Regions from separate parts of the Zea mays genome. Here region 1 is linked to region 2. A link is a contact called in public Hi-C data. All regions are on one chromosome and are shown on one strand. The core of a region is the stretch at or near the end of the contact, and the rest is flanking DNA. Distances in the headings are between cores, read along the strand shown.

Evidence for each region. A called contact is a pair of places that touch in the nucleus more often than the background predicts.
Region 1: a Hi-C map of leaf shows a contact between it and region 2, with 8 times the contacts expected there. The contact joins the enhancer-like site here to the promoter of LOC542328 in region 2. A contact is called at or near these places in 13 of 25 Hi-C or Micro-C datasets (bundle sheath, ear, leaf and 3 more) and 2 of 3 datasets of contacts at active chromatin or transcription factors (leaf and seedling).

Annotation. Positions count from the first base shown.
Region 1 is chr5:98,506,270-98,510,934 of Zm-B73-REFERENCE-NAM-5.0, forward strand. No RefSeq gene overlaps it. Among protein-coding and RNA genes, the nearest start is that of LOC103626734, 40 kb to the right of the region's middle. Within about 2 kb of position 1,607, at least 13 of the 20 cell types and tissues checked have an H3K27ac peak or open chromatin away from gene starts, as enhancers often do. A contact at or near this core is called in bundle sheath, ear, leaf and 2 more, where this site is marked.
Region 2 is chr5:98,130,394-98,135,130 of Zm-B73-REFERENCE-NAM-5.0, forward strand. LOC542328 (vacuolar proton pump homolog 1) reads right to left here and starts at 2,208. Exons shown (of 8, transcript NM_001111910.2): 1 at 1,862-2,208. The coding sequence starts at 2,111.

The DNA.
Region 1 (4,665 bases), core at 357-2,856, 380 kb after region 2:
AAGGTGGTATGTATATATAGATGGCATGGGACTTTAGTCTCATATCGTCCATCTAGGTAGGAGAGAACTAGCTTATATGGTGGAGTGTTATCTACTCTTAACATGACACAAATAAAGGGCTATGGAGGCTGTCACGCGTGCACGCTCGTTCGCGTTTCACGTTTTTTCGCGTTATTTATCGCGTGACTTGTGACTTATGAAAATGCGCGATCGCGTTGTGATGAGTTCTAAACGGCAGTTTAATTTTTTTCTTTTTGTTTATTTGGTTATCAAATATCACACCTAGATTGCCATGTCAACCAGTAGGAATGGGCACGCACGTTACGTGCGAGATCTCTGGACGGTTGCACATAGAGATATTCCAGAGGGCGGTTTCTGGAATTTAGCAGATCTAATCAAGGGGTTGCGGTGGCCCATCTATATAGGGCAGACGTCTTTCAGTTGGAGGAAACATGCGAATAACAACCGACTCGTCCTCTTCTTCTCAATTCTATGCGCTGTCACTTCTCTGCACTGCCATCGTTTCGTCTGTCGTGCGGCAGATCAAAGGAGAGTGGTGTCTCCGAACCACCGCTGGTATTTTGACGACCTGCATAGGTGCCGGCGAATCAGGTTTCTGGGAAGTGCTTCGCGCACGTCCGTTCGGGTTCTTCTTCAACACTCGTGGAAATCACTGTGAGTAAATTTGCTTTTTCAGTTTATTGCGATGACGGTCTTATAGTTAGATCCGTTGTCGATTCTTCTTTTATGTGTTAATCTTGTTGAAATAGTTCAGATCTGTTTTGTTCTAATGTTGTCGATATTATCTGGGTTTTTCGTTTTATGCTGCATTATAAAATTAATCTTAGGCATTGTTAATTTTTCCAACAATTCTTAAATCTTATAGCGTAAAATTTAAAGTTCATTATCATCTATAGCAACACGTGCTCTCAGTCTATGTGGCGCGCGAAGAATATATTCCAACATAAGGAGAAAGGTATATGTTCCGAACAGATGAGCTTTCTTAGAACGCGCAACTTCCGTTGCTACGGGTGGATAGCTTGCATCCAACGCTACCACAGGTATGTTCGCCTGGACCATCAAGGATCAGAGCAACGAGCATATATATGAGTTTTTCCCATCATAGTATATATATGACAGGGAGTTTTGGCATCTGCCAATAAGTTCCAAATCTTGGGAAAAAAATACTTGGTTTTGTTTTGGAGTGGAGGATACTGCTATCTGTTGGAAAAACTCCGTTGCCATACAGTGCGGATAAGCGATTTCAGTTTCAGATCACGAAGTCCATTCAGGCCACAATAAATTCAGGCATAGCACCCCATCCTGGTACCCTATACAACTACGACATGCTGCTACTGCTGCTAATACTACTAAAGAAGCACAAGTGCAGCCTGTCAGCCATATATATGCAATGCAAGGCAGAAAAAGAGAGAGAACAAAAAAAAAAAAAAGCGGGCATCTACACGCATATCCTACGTGCGGTGCGTGTGATCCTCTGGACGGAGCTTATCGTTTTCAGGCTCGAAGGGTGTGATCTGGCTCTGATGCAGATAGATAGATGCCTGCTTTACAGCTCCCATGCTGCCATTGGCCCTCTTATCTCTTTCAGGGCGTTGCAGGACACAGGTTCCTATGGTTATGGCTCTGCAATGTAGATATGATTCTGCTCAGGGGATGAATGGACCACCGTCTGGTACTGCCGCGCGCGGTGCTGTTCTCTATCTACCAGAATGAGACAGCTTTTCATGTGTGTGCATGGCTGCAACAGGAGGCCAGGAGAGATATTCATAGTGGCTCAATTGGTGGCAGCCGTTAGTCCCGGTCCTTTTCGACTCGATCGATCTCATAGAAAACAGGCGGTACAGAATTGTAGATGACACTGTTTACAAAGAAAAATTTAAGAGCTAGCTTGGAAACCACATTTTTCCAGAGGATTTTCATTTTCCCAAAAAAAATTAGTTTATTTTTCCTTATGAAAATAGAAATCACATAAGAAAATGATGTTCTCAAACTAGCCCTAAATAAAAAAATGAGATAGAAGATCTGCTGGAGATAGCTTTAGAGATCCATTTTTCATTTTTTAAATTCCCACTAAGCCACAAATGATAACTCTCATTCCCTACTAAATGGTTTCGGTTCCTCTAATTTGTTTGTTTTTTTAACATCTAAGGGCTTGGAAATTTTATTTTTTAAGGTAGTTTTATTTTTCTAAAGAAAATTAGTTCTTTTTCTCTTATGAAAATAAGATTCATTTAGAAAAATGAGGTTCTCAAACTAGTACTAAAAATGTTTTCTATGTTCTCTGGATACTGATGCAGCTTAGCTTATGCAGAAGCTGGACGGCTCCTAAATTAAGCTTGTCTCTTGACTCTTGAGCCCTAGCTAGTTTCTTGGGTGCTGTCGAATTTGAGCATCCGTCGCGGAGGGTGCGTGATAGCGAAGGAGTCTACCTATGTTCTGAAACTTCAGCCAGATTCAACCATTCCAAGAATTGTTTACGAACGGACGACGGCTTGGTTGTTGCTGTTCTTCGAAGTAACAATTATTTTTAACTGTAGGGTCCAAAATTCCGGGGAAAAAATTCTATGCAGGAGTCATGTACAGTGAAGCGTTTACAGGATTAGCAAGATAGGACGTTCTGATGCCGAAATTATTCCGTCTAATCAGCTTCCTGCGTTCGTCGGAGTTGTTCGGCCTGGCTGCTGTTTAAGCCAGCTCCATCTGCTCGCCTGCTGGAATAAACACGACTAAAATACATGATCGTCGTGTAATAAGGTTTGAGTAATAAACTAGTCTATCATCTTCTCATTTATCACTTTTTTTTGTTTATACTTCATTCTTGAATATTTGTCACTCCGTTAATATATTTTTGAACTAAAACGCGATAAATAAAAAAAAATTGAAGGAGTAGAATAGAATGAGTTGATCCATTATCAACTTATTACTCATAATTAATTACTTAATACTAACATAAATAATGGAGTCATCCCACCAAATTTAAGAATTGGATTTATAATACAACGTCTCATCTTGAATTAAGTGATTCTTCAAAACAAACACTCTTAAATACTTCATTGTATATAACTCCTATGTTGATTTTTTTTATGTTTGTTTCGGCCTTGTTTGTCGTTCCGTATCAAACTATGCACACTGGTAAAGTAACTCATTGATTGGCTATTTTGCTTTACAATGCAAAGGCGTTCGTTATCAGATTCATGAATTCATACCTGGCTTACAAAGCACATTCTATCTGACCTATATAGAACACTAGATTCAAGTCTAGTTTTTTTCTCATGTATACATATATGTACTAGTAAATTATTACTTGGTATTGGAAACTGGAACTTCATATCTATTGCATAGAGGAAGGTTATATATATATAGACTCAGAGAAATCCCTAACTCTAATGGGCCGATAGCCCAATAGTGGTGTCAACCCAATTACACATACATAGATAATAGAAACACACACTCTAACATCCCCCGCAATCACAACGGGAGCACCGTAAATGATGAGACTGAAGTAGAAGACGAAGGTAAGAGTCGACGTGTTGAAATCTTCCCGCAGTCGCAGCATCATGAGGGTGCGAGTGTTGCGGTTGGAATAGAGACTAGTGTGCACTCTGTGTAGATGATGCGCTGCCTCGTTCTTCGGAGGGTCGACATTCGAGCATCAATGGTCGGCGGGGTGACACAATAAAAGGAGAGCAGCAGCAGGCTCGAGGGCCTTCTGGCTTCTTTCCGTGTCCAGACGTTGAGGAGCATCGCTAGGGAGGTCGGCGGCAGCGCACGCGTATGTGTTGGTCGGGTGGCTGCACCCACGGCAGAATAGAAGGGGTATCGACAGATCCGGTCGGGAAGCTACGACAGCGACGGATCCAGCCATGAAGACAACGATCCGGCCAAAGGGATGACGGATCGAGCAAGCAAGGTCGTGACAGTGGTGGATCCAGTCGGGAAAGCCACGACAGCAATGGATTGCGAACACAAGGTTGACTTGTCCCTTGTGGTTCGGGTTGATGATGAGTGATTGTCAATGGGTAGCACTCTGGGTATTCAATGGACTGACTAGAGTGTGAGATTAAGCTTGTGGAACCATGTAGGTCGACTTGTGGTGTGCAGATGAGGAGCACAGGAACGATGGTTGATGGCTGAGGTGAAGGTCATGCGGGCTCGTGCTGATGGACCGGGAGCGGTGAAGGGCGAGTGCTAGGTCTTGACTGACGGATCAGAGCAGCCAGGTGACCAACCGCGGTGGCTGACACCTGGGACACACTTGTGCGAGGACGTGGTGGAGTGGACCGTGTTGCCGGCATGGTCGAGAATTGGTGGGACACGCGTCTGATCGTGAAGGACATGCACGAGGTGTGGTGCTCACGACAGGTTTGGTGGTTTGGGTCTCAAAACCACCCAGCACTGCGGATGGCGGGTTTTGCTGAGGTTGGGCCTTAAAACTCGGCGGTGGCGGTTCCGGAGGGAATCGGTGGCAGCACGCGGCATGATCGCGGATGGTGCATCAAGGCGAAGCAACTCCGTGTGAAGGATGTGGCCGTCGGATCGAAAACCTAGGAGTTGGTCCATTTTGCCCCCGGTGGAGTGGATAGGCTCTATGTAAATAGGGGTAGTTTAGGAAGTGAGAATAACCCTCTATAAATAGAGGGGAGG
Region 2 (4,737 bases), core at 958-3,457:
TTAGCAAATAAGGCAGCAACTAGTGAATGTCAAAATAGTTCGGTAATTAGGGAGAAAATAGCTCACTAAGTTTCACTGCTAAAGCTACAGAAACTACATGATCTGTCTCTTGCCCGTTGTGTAAACAGTAAAACCAAACACACAATCACCTTCACAGAAAAGGTCACATTTGACTGACCTACACGATTATTGCTCCCAGGTATCATCAACGATGAATATGAGATATCATCCAATCGTTAATTCAGAAAGATAGCTACCACATATTTATCGTTATCTTCGTATTATTAGATTAGATAAGAACTACCACGAGTACATCAACAATTAGGTCTGAAATGTTAGAGTGTGTTTGGTTTCTAGGGACCAATGTTTAGTCCCTTCATTTTGTTCCATCTTAGTATATAAATTGACAAATATAGAAACTAAAATAGAGTTTTAGTTTCTATATTTGATAATTTTGTAACTAAAGTAGAATAAAATGTAGGGACTAAAAAATAGTCCCTACAAACCAAACACCCCCTTACTGGAACACAATACAAAGTGCAACAATTCATCTGCATCAGTACTTCCCCGCACATGTGCACATGCAAGGAATTCAATGAATTATGAAATTACCAAAGCGCGGCAGGATGTAGACCATGTGGATCCCACAAGATGAAGTCTGGACCGACTACAGTTAATATCAGCTGCAGTGAAGATTGAGTAGCGAGGACCACGTGCTGCGAGAACTTATCTCTTTATCTGCAACCCCACTGGCCACTCCTGTGTACTTCTCAGACCGCTGGGACTTATCCCCTCATCTGTTACCCCACAGGCAGCTTCTGACCATACGACCAAACTATTACGACCAATTTTGACCACGCCCACACATTCCCAAAAGATACCTCTAAAAGGATATCTAGGTGGACCAGAATTAGCTGTGCCCCAAGGATTAGGGTTCAATTAACTACAAAAGCTTAGTGTAATCTCTGCTGCATAAAGTAGAGACAACAGCTAGTTTAAGGCCGTCCGTAGATCCATAGCCTGGAAGGTTGGAACACTAATGCAATATTAAGTTATTCACATTTCCGTAAGTGAAGATAAACTAGCAAAGATAAACTAGCAATAAGAGAGAAGGTATTCGGTTCTAAGATTTAAGTCTAAGTTCTGATAGTTGTAGATTAGATAGATGTTGTTTGCCATCTGAAAATAAAGCAAAAATCAGACATCTATGGTTTAGCAACTCTCTGAGTTATTCGGGTACGGGTACCCCCATCCCGCCCGAAAAAAAACCAACAAGAAAAAAAAAAGACCGTGAAAAGAGTAGCGCCTTTGCTTGTCGTTTGCAAACAAGCTGTCTCCTCCTTTATTAAAGCTAGGAACTGATTAAAAGTCTCATGTCCAAACATGAAACTTGCGTACGCACGACGTTCTCACATCACCGAGCAAGGCAACACATAAGCCGCAATAAATGATTGTTTCCTCCAACCGTCTCGTCACATAGCAACTAGCAAGCAAGACATCCGATAAAAATCAAAGTTGATTCCGTAACAGAGGTGATTGGGAGACCATCGTTAAATAGAATCGTTTATTTTTTATAAAATACAAAACATACAAAATATAAACATATACAGTACTATGTTGCAAGAACAGAATTATTTCCCACGATCCTTTTCCTCGAAAATCAAATCCAGAGCACCAACTCGTGCGGTCGTGCCTAAGCCAATAAGCAAAGCACGTAAGGTTTCGATCATTTCCAACAGCATCCAACCCAAATAATCGAAGCACCCCCGCGTACCAACTTCAAACAAAGAGTGGAGCGAAATTAAAACGCGCGCGAGTATATGCAACCAGCCAAACACAGAGCCAGCGCTCAGCCTCTCACCTTCAGAGATGGCGGTCTGGATCTCGGCGCACTTGACGACGACGTTGTGGTCGTTGAGTCCCTCCTCCTCCTCGATGAGGTAGTCGCTGGGCCCGCTCTTCACGGCCCCGCCGTCCGCGCGGCGCTCGGGGGTGACCCGCACCTTGGAGACCAGCACCCACTGCACCACCGCGAACGCGATGCCCACGGCCGCCGCGACCGGGATGAGCACCTGCGTCGCCAGCTCCGGCAGGATCGCCGCCGCAGCCATCGCCGGAGGCTACTCCCACAGCGGTAGGGTTTTCCTAACTCGAAGCTTTGGCCCTCCCACGAACCGGAGAGAATCCGGGAGACTGATACGGTACGGGAGGGAAGGGAGGAGAGGCGAGCAGAGCCGCGGCCGGGCCTTATAAAGGATGGGAAGGAAGGAAGACGAGCATCAGCGACGTGTGCAGAGGCGAGTGACTGCGCTGGTAGTTGGTAGAGGAGAAGGGCATTATCGGGCTTCTAGTTTCTCGAATTTTTCGTTTCAATTATTTCACCAAAACTTTCTTTGTTTCTTAGGAAATAAAGTTTCTCAAATTCTCACTATTCTTCTACGTAAAAACATCTCCCATGGATTTTTGTTTTCAAATTTCTTACCTAACCTAGTCTTTTACCAACCTAATAACTAAATTTTCAAGCCGCGCGCGAGATCAATGCATCTCCAGATGTGTTTGAAGTTAGACGCGATAATAGTAAAGCCGTGACAACCTGACATAAATTTTATAGGTGTTGGCAAATCCGGTAGCACGAAGACCTACATATGGTGGTGTGAAGTTGGGTAAAAAAAGGTTATTTTTGTGTCGCAATTGTGTCTTTATTCCTAAAATTTAGTTTCATAATTTCGAGCCTCCTTTCGAAAAGCGAAAACAAGTTTGGGAGTGTTTTGGTTAGAGGGCACGAAAACGATACGTTAAAATCACGAAAGAATATGGACATGTTTGTTTGTGATAGCATCCTAAAGAGTTTTGGTCGGAATCTGGACTACTGAATAATCTAGCTCTTATATGGATTTGAATATCCTGAGACCTGTGTTGTGTGTTAAGAAAGGTGGAGGGCTCTGCACAATTTAGGATTTTATATTAACGTTGATTTAGACGATTTTTACAGACGCGATTCTCATGTAAGCAATCTGAAAAACAAAATATTTGGCTGCCAAAAGCCGATTCTAACAGCCAAAAACCGAAATAAATAGGGCCCGTACGCAATGTACTCCTTGATGTTAGAGAAGGACGTCTATTAAGACAGTATTGAACATTGAAGTACTTTTGCTAAAACCCCCCTAGCACCGTTTATTGAGATTCAAATATAGCATGCGGAAGGCTGGATATATATATCAAAAGTTCAAAACAGTCACAAAGGCAGAAAGGCTAATTTATTTTCTCTTTAGTTTCTTCTCTCACGTGAACAAGTAACTGCTCTCTACCATTTTCACTAGGAAACAAGAAGCTCAGTGACATCCTCAGCCATACAGTTTCAGCCTGGCCGTCGAAAACAAAAAAATGACAGCGCAAGCGCGGCACCGTCATTTTGTTTCGTTTCGGCGAGAACTGAAACCTTGCGTTAGCAAGCTCGCGGTCGCGGGTCAAAAACAAACCTCATGTGGTTTTTGACAGCTCGTGAATTTCCTATTCGACACTTGTGTTACACTTACACGACAGGTGGCCATTAAAACGGCATTAAAGAAAGCAAGACGCTGACGTGCGAAAAGGGCGAGGCCCGGAGGAAGGCCGTTGTATGGGCTACGGGGTGGCGTGCGGCCGCTCACTTCTTTCTGATCCTTTTTTCCTGGGCGACGCAAGCAGCCATGGCCGTCTTTTGTCTGGCTCCAGAGTCTCCTCACAGTCACAGAGAAGGCGCCCTAGAGTAGAGTTAATGACGGCATCACCGGAATCCGACGCGACTGAGCCGGCCCGGCACGCCGCCGTTTGAGCTGGCCCGTCGCTCGTCGGACTGCTCACCCTCCGGCTCGCCGCCGTCCACGTCACGCCTGACGACCATGGCCATGCGCTGCACCGTAACCCCTTTTGATCGTCTCCTACCGCCAGCTCGCCACCCCAAAGCAGTGCCGCCGCCTGATCGAAATCATGATCAAGCAGCGAGATGAAGCATGGGTTTTTGTAAGCAATGGGAAGGTTTATTTGCAGCAACGGTGGCACGAGCAAGCGACGGTAAAATTGGTGAGATCATGCAATGATTGCCCAGGTCAAGGGTCAATTCGTGATGTAACCTTGAAATTATTAAAGGAGAAGGAAGGCCAAGTTATTTAGCACGTGGGATTTAACCGGTATAAGTCAGCATCATTTTTTGCAAAATGGCACTGATATGTGGTTCACGTGAGTCAGTTCTAGTTCTAGACGTGTTTCATCCAACATGCTACTACTAAAAACTAGCACTATATTTAGAGTAGAGGGACCAAATATGAACTAATTTAAAAATCAATTACACAAAAGGCGACAGTTGATGAGAATTAACACTAATTAGGTTATTTAGCTCATATAAAGTTAGACATAGACTAGTTAAGATTAATAGATTCGGTCTGTTCCACTAGTAACTGTTTATACAGTTAGTTTTGTTCGGTCTTTTCAATCAGTATGTAAATATAGTGTTAGGGTTAGTTTGGGAACATCGTTTTATCAAGGGATTCCAATTTTCCTTTAGGTTAGTTTGGAAAACCTAAATCCCCTTCATGATTTAAAGGGATTGGAGAGAAAATTAGTTTATTTCCACCTTAATCCTCTCTAATCTTGAAATGGATTTGAGGTTTCCAAAGTAGCCCTTGCAAAAATTGAAATCTATTGGGAAAACGGTGTTCACAAACTAGCCCTTAATGTTTATAATTAAAAACCCCGTTA